Regions from separate parts of the Sus scrofa genome. Here region 2 is linked to region 1. The links are chromatin contacts, called in public Hi-C maps. All regions are on one chromosome and are shown on one strand. Each heading gives the region's core, a stretch centred on a gene start, on an enhancer-like site or on the middle of the called end of the contact. The rest is flanking DNA. Distances are from core to core; before and after follow the strand shown. Region 1 holds the start of MAPKAP1 (target of rapamycin complex 2 subunit MAPKAP1). Region 2 holds the start of PBX3 (pre-B-cell leukemia transcription factor 3).

Region 1 (3,059 bases), core at 389-2,888:
ACCCAGAGCATATGGAGGTTCCCAGGCTAGGGGTCCAATCGGAGCTGTAGCCTCTGGCCTATGCCAGAGCCACAGCAACGCCAGATCTGAGACTTGCCTTCGACCTACACACCACAGCTCAAGGCAACACTGGATCCTTAACCCACTGAGTAAGGCCAGGAATCGAACCCGAAACCTCATGGTTCCTAGTCGGATTTGTTAACCACTGAGCCACGACAGGAACTCCCTGAAGATTCATATTTAGAAGGGGACAGATAACCTGGTGACCTCAGAAAATAAAATGTCCAACCTTGTTCACACCCTTTGCTTTGGCAGAGCACCTCCAACAGGTCACTGATGGAACTATGGTGGTATGTGTGCAGAACTATGGTGATAGTTGGGTGGTAAGATGCATTTTTCCCCTCCCTATGAGCTAAGAAATCAATCATATATTTGAATACATGGGGTGGATTCATGGTGTATTTATTGGTAATTTTAATATTGGGTAAGATCCCTCCTGGGCTGAAATTCAGCCTTGATTTTTTCCCTCCCCTTCCCTTTGCTAAGGTGTATTTTTGAGAGCCACAGTCCAGACTATCTGTCATTGCATTGCTTGAGTCCTTCCTCCCCCTTCACGGCAGCTTCCCCTACGGATTCCCCGAGGGAACGAGATTACCAATAATGAGCTTCTGTTTGGGGCGGGTCCCATATCTCCAGTAAACCTCCCTGCAGTTCTTGAGGAAGATAATTATCTCCATTTTACAGATAATAGAATAGTAACTAACATTTACTAAGTTAGTGTGTCAGGCACTGTGCTGAGTGGTTTTTTTTGTTTGTTTATTTTGTTTTTGGCCTTGTCTGGTCACGCCCCTCCCCCTGACCACCCTCCCCGCCCGATAGAAGTTCCTGGGTCAGGGATCTAACCCCAGAAGTATCTGGGACCTACGCCATAGTTTCTGCAATGCTTAATCCTTAACCCCTGCGTTGGGCTGAGAGTCGTCCCGGGCCTCAGCAGCAACCCAAGCTGCTGCAGAAATAGAGCTGGATCCTTGACCCGCTGCACCACAGTGGAAACTCCTGTGCTGTTTTTAAAGTATCATCTCAGAGTTCCCGTCGTGGCGCAGTGGTTAACAAATCCGACTAGGACCCATGAGGTTGCGGGTTCTATCCCTGGCCTTGCTCAGTGGGTTAAGGATCTGGCGTTGCCGTGAGCTGTGGTGTAGGTCGCAGACGCGGCTCGGATCCCACGTTGCTGTGGCTCTGCCGTTGGCCGGCGGCTACAGCTCCGATTAGACCCCTAGCCTGGGAATCTCCTTATGCCGCGGGAAGCGGCCCTAGAAAAAAGCAAAAGGACAAAAATAAAATAAAATAAAGCATCATCTCATTCACTCTCACAGCAGTACTCTAAAATCGGAACTACTGTATGCACCGGAAAACTTAGGGTCAGAGAGGGGAGTTGTCTCATTTTAGGATACACAGTAGGTTAGAGTTAGAATTTGAACCCATGTCTTCCTAACCCAGAGACTAAGAGGCCTCATCACTTTTTTCAGTATCAACTGAGGGCTTTTTTTTTCCCGTGGAAGCGGGGAGAAGGAAGGAAATTCGAAAAAGGCTGACGTTAATTTCTACCCAATGCAAACCGAGAAGTCGGCGTATCTCGCCAGACTGGCTGACAGCTAGTCTCTCAAACCTGAGATTTACCCGTGGCCAGGGAAGCGGTGCGCATGCGCACGGCCTCCCGTTCGGCCCCGCCCCCCGGGAGGGCTTCCCTCCTTGCTCTTGGCTCTGGGGCCTGCGCACTACGTCCCCAGCCAGGGGCTTCTTCCCGGTCGGGGACTTCCGGTGCGTGGGGTGCGGTTCCGGGTCGTGGCGGGGCTCCGGTCAACAGGACTGCTGCTCAGCCGGCCAGCGGCGGCGAGCGGCGGGGGCATGAGGGCTGGCCCGGAAAGCGGCTGCTGAGCCGGCTGGGAGGAGCGCCGGCCCCCGAGGATTCCGAGAGTGCGCTGCTCGGGCTGGGGCCGGGAGGCGCGGGGTGCCGGGCCCTCCCCTCAGGAACGTGTCCCGGGGCCGACCCGGCCCGTACGTAGTGTGGCAGCAGCTTCAGGTAAAGGTTACCCCAGCCGCTAGCTCCTTCGCTCCCTCGCCTGTCCGCCCACCCGAGCCACCTGGCGGCCCTCCTTACTCCTCGCGCTCGGCTCTGCCTAGTGGGCAGCCTGTCTGGCCCTTGCTCTGGTCTCCTGTGAGAATCCGTTTCCTGGGCTTTTCCAGAACTGGAGGCTGCTATGAACTTGACAGCTGGGTGTGTGATTTGGGGGAGGAGAAGCTAGTGGCCTGGTAGTATTGGGGTTTGGTAAGGGTACTGTTGACCCTGGCAGTTTCTGGCCCTACCCTCAGCAACGTCTTGGTGTCTTAATCTTCATAACGTGAAAAGCAAGTTTTTAAAGCACTGCCTGTGCAGTCTCTGTTACCTAGCGCCCCTGCTCTCCATTGCCCCAGAGGGGTAAACAGCCTTGCAGAACTGTTTTTTTTGGTCTAGCCTGAGTGCTGATGGAACTTTGATTCAGCTTTTTGTTTATGGGAGTGGCATAGAGTCTTCTAGATCTGTTGAAGGCTGGAAACAAAACAAAACAACTCTTCGTAGTTTAAACAAGAGCATTACTTTAACCAGACACCTAAAAGTTGACTCAGAGATTGGTTCAATTTTCATTCTAAATGAATGCAAGTGATTTTCGAAGCCTATCACAATACCTGGTACTGTTCAAAAGCATCATGTTATAAGCCAAAAGTAGTGAAGTTCACAACTTCCCTAGGTGTGAACAGTCAAATGGAGGCAGATGTTTAGGCATATCAGTTAAAACAAAGTCAACATTCTCATTCTATTCCAGCAAGCAGAAGGAGTGGATTCCTAATTTAAAACCGCAGGGAAAGGAGGCATCATGTTTTCTTTTTCATATTCTCTGAGCTCACACAAGATGATCTGTAATTGCTGAAACAGTTATTGATGAAGTATTGATATTGGGAGGACCCCTCGTGGCTCAGTAGTAACAAACCCGATAGGATCCATGAGGACACGGGTTTCA
Region 2 (3,059 bases), core at 264-2,763, 37 kb before region 1:
TCCGCATCTACACTTCATTTTACACCAGGAGCGGAATTGAGAAATCGACTCCAGATTTATTGCAGTTTTTCCTCAAGATCAGGAGGTGGGAAGGAAAGAATGATCAAAGATGGCGGTGCCCAAAAGCAGCAGCTCTCAACTGGAGAGTCGAAGGAGTAGCTCGGACCCCACCTCGGGGGTCTCCAGGCCCACGGCCGGGCGCAGCGTCTTACCTGTTTTCTCTTTGATCTCGCACAAGACGCTGAAGAGCGCGGGTTTCATTCTGTGACAGTTCAGGGCATGTTTCCTAAAAAACAAATAGCAAAACACAAAGGTATTAGCATCACCTATGGAATAATATGGCGCCTTCCTTTAACTTAGACCCAAGATTTCATTCCGGCCCCCTATTTTGGAAGGCTCTTTGGAACCACGGCAAGTCAACAGAACTCAAGTTGACTCAGTTGGCGACAGCCGGCAAGCTCCGGCAGCCAAAGCTCCAGCCCGAACGAAGCGCGACCCATCTGCCCGGCAGGCAGCAGCCTCGGCGACCGCAGGGCGCGAACCCGCGCGGGCAACCGCGATCCGGGGGCAGACGGCGGCGACCCAGGGGACAGGACGGCGTGGAGGGGCTCCTGCGTCCGCCCTCCGCCGGGGGAGCGGGCGCGCACGGGCGGCCGGCCGACTGCGGCCAGCGGGCGGTGACAGCTTGGCAAAGTTTGCCAGGCGGCCCTCCCTTCCCGAGAACTTGGCCGCCTGCGCCCGGACCCGCCGGGGAACCGCCCATCGCCCCGCGGCGGGGCCGGGGCGGCCGCCCGCACAGCGAGGTCGTCCGGCGGCCAGGCGGAGCCGGGCGCCGGGACTCCCGGCCGAGCAGAAAGTTGCACTTCCCTCAAGTGCGGCCCGGGGCCCGCTCGCCGCGGCGTGCACCGGGGTCCGGGCGGGAGGTTTGAATCCGTACGAGGGGGCCGGGCTGCCACAGGGCCGGACGCGGGGGTGAGAGAAACCCACACAATCCACGCGGCACCAAGTCCGTCCCGCGCCCCGAGAGCAACTTTGCCGCCTCCCGCCTGCGTCGAGGGGCGCGGGGCAAGTCCCCCGCGAGGCCCGGGCGGGCGGCCTGTTTTCGGAGAAAGTTCCCCGCCCCGGGGCTGAGGCCCCCGGCCCGGGCGCCACCCGGGGCCGGACTCTGCCGCGGGCCCGGCTCCCGCACACACACAAAAGATGCTTAATGAGACGACACCAACTTTGCTTGCGCCTCGTCCAAGCTCTGGTCGGTGATGGTCATGATCTGGTGGAGGATGTCGCCGATGTCCTGCTTCCTGCCGTCGCCGTCCGCCCCTTCGTGGCCGTGCGGGGGAGGCGGCAGGGCCATGCCCCCCTGCACCGAGTGGCCGGCCAGGTTCACCCCGGCCAGAGTCTGCAGCATCCTGGATTGATCGTCCATCCCGCCGCGCGCGGGCGGGAGCGGGCGGCGGCGGCGGCTGAGGCGAAGGCTGAGGCGGCGGCGGCGGCGGCGGCGGCGGCGACGAGGGAGGAGAAGAAAGAGGGGGAGGGGGAGGGGGAGGCGGCCGCGCGCTCCCCGCCCGCGCGGGGAGGGGGCGGCCCGGCCGGCGGGGCCCGCGGCTGAGGCGGTGCAGACGGGCGCCCGGCTCCGGCTTCCGCCGCCGCGGAGGCTGAGGAGAAGCGCCGGGCGGAAGCGCTGGGCTCCGCGGCGGTGGCGGAGGCGGAGGCAGCGGCGCCCGCTGCCCTCACGCGGCCGCCGCGCCGCCTCCTCGCCGCCGCGCGCCCCGCCGGGTGGCCCCGCGCAACTTGCTCCTCAGCACCGGCCGAGTTGTTGGGACGCCCGCCGCCACCCGCGCCAGCCTGCGCACTCCCCTCCCTCGGCCCCCGCCGCCGCCGCCGCCGCCGCCTCGGCCACCTCGGCCGGGCGGGATCCGAGCCCCGGCGGCCCCGGGGGAGGGAGCGGCGGCGGCAGGCGGCGGCGGCGGAGGAGGAGGCCGGCGGGAGGGCCGAGGGGAGCGAGAGGGGGCGGAGGAGGAAAGTTTGGGAGCGGGCGAGCGGGCAGGCGCGGTGGGGGCGCGGAGCCCGAGGAAGGGCCCCGGCGGGCCGCGCGCCGGGCGGACAGCAGATTGATGGGGCGGGAGAAGTCGCCGCCGCCACTGCCGGAGCCGCGCACCCTGCCAGCAGCCGCCGCGGACCGGGCTCGAAGGCCGTTCGGCTGAGGGATTGACAGGCTGCCAGTGCCACTCACTCACTGCGGCCCCGGCGCCCGGGGGGAGGGGCGGGGGCGTGTGGGAGGGCGGGGGGAGCGCTCCCCAAAGCCCCGCCCCCGGGGGCGGTGCGCGCACTCATTGGGCCTTGCGCCTCCCGCCGCCGCCGCTGGCACCGCCCCCGGACTTCTGCCCGCCCACTCTGGCCTCTGATCCCCAGCGCCCGAGAGCGCGCCACCGGATCTTTACGCCTCGTCTTGTCCTCTATCGCCGGGATGGGCCGCCCCGGCCCGCAAACGGTGTGCCCGCACCCCGGCTCATGTCTCTAGTGCTAGCAGTCCTGAGTGTGTAGAGTTGTATACAGGACACGGGGCAACTCGTTCCAAGGCCAACCATGTGCTTCCCCACAGCGCTGTGAGCTTCACGCCTCGGACAGCGCCTTGTACACTTTCCCGCTCTTCCCGTTTTGAGGTGGTATCCTTGGGGTACCCCACCGCCTGTTTGCAAACCAATCGAATCACTCTCGGAGCCGAGCGGGGCGGGACAGAGTCAAGAAAGGGCTGTCCCTATTGGAGCGTTCGAAAAGTCCTGGGCAGAGGGGGGGGAAACGCAGGGAATGGTGGCCCCGCCCACCCCGCGATCACCATAGTAACCGAGAGGGCACAGCTTGGAGTTGGCGCCCGCCTTTGGGCCTGGTGCCGTCCCTCAAGAGGTGACCAGGTAAGGTGGGAGCCCGTTGTCCCACATGCTTGATACTTGCACTGAGCGGATCTGAGTGACATACCACTTTCTCTTGAAAAAGGAGCACATGAAAATGAATCAGAGGAAAGTGGAACCCGGAGGAGGGGAAGAGCGTGACATCTAAGACCA

Evidence for each region. Hi-C and Micro-C count contacts between places; a contact is called where the count stands out from the background.
Region 2: a contact with region 1 is called in a Hi-C map of skeletal muscle, with 2.7 times the contacts expected there. The contact joins the promoter of PBX3 here to the promoter of MAPKAP1 in region 1. A contact is called at or near these places in 1 of 5 promoter capture datasets (liver), 12 of 47 Hi-C or Micro-C datasets (alveolar macrophages, embryonic fibroblasts, epiblast stem cells and 6 more) and 1 of 2 datasets of contacts at active chromatin or transcription factors (alveolar macrophages).

What each region holds. Positions count from the first base shown.
Region 1 is chr1:266,344,963-266,348,021 of Sscrofa11.1, reverse strand. MAPKAP1 (target of rapamycin complex 2 subunit MAPKAP1) reads left to right here and starts at 1,638. Exons shown (of 11, transcript XM_021068873.1): 1 at 1,638-2,083.
Region 2 is chr1:266,381,765-266,384,823 of Sscrofa11.1, reverse strand. It overlaps PBX3 (pre-B-cell leukemia transcription factor 3), which reads right to left and starts at 1,513. Exons shown (of 9, transcript XM_021068936.1): 1 at 1,224-1,513; 2 at 213-286. The coding sequence starts at 1,423.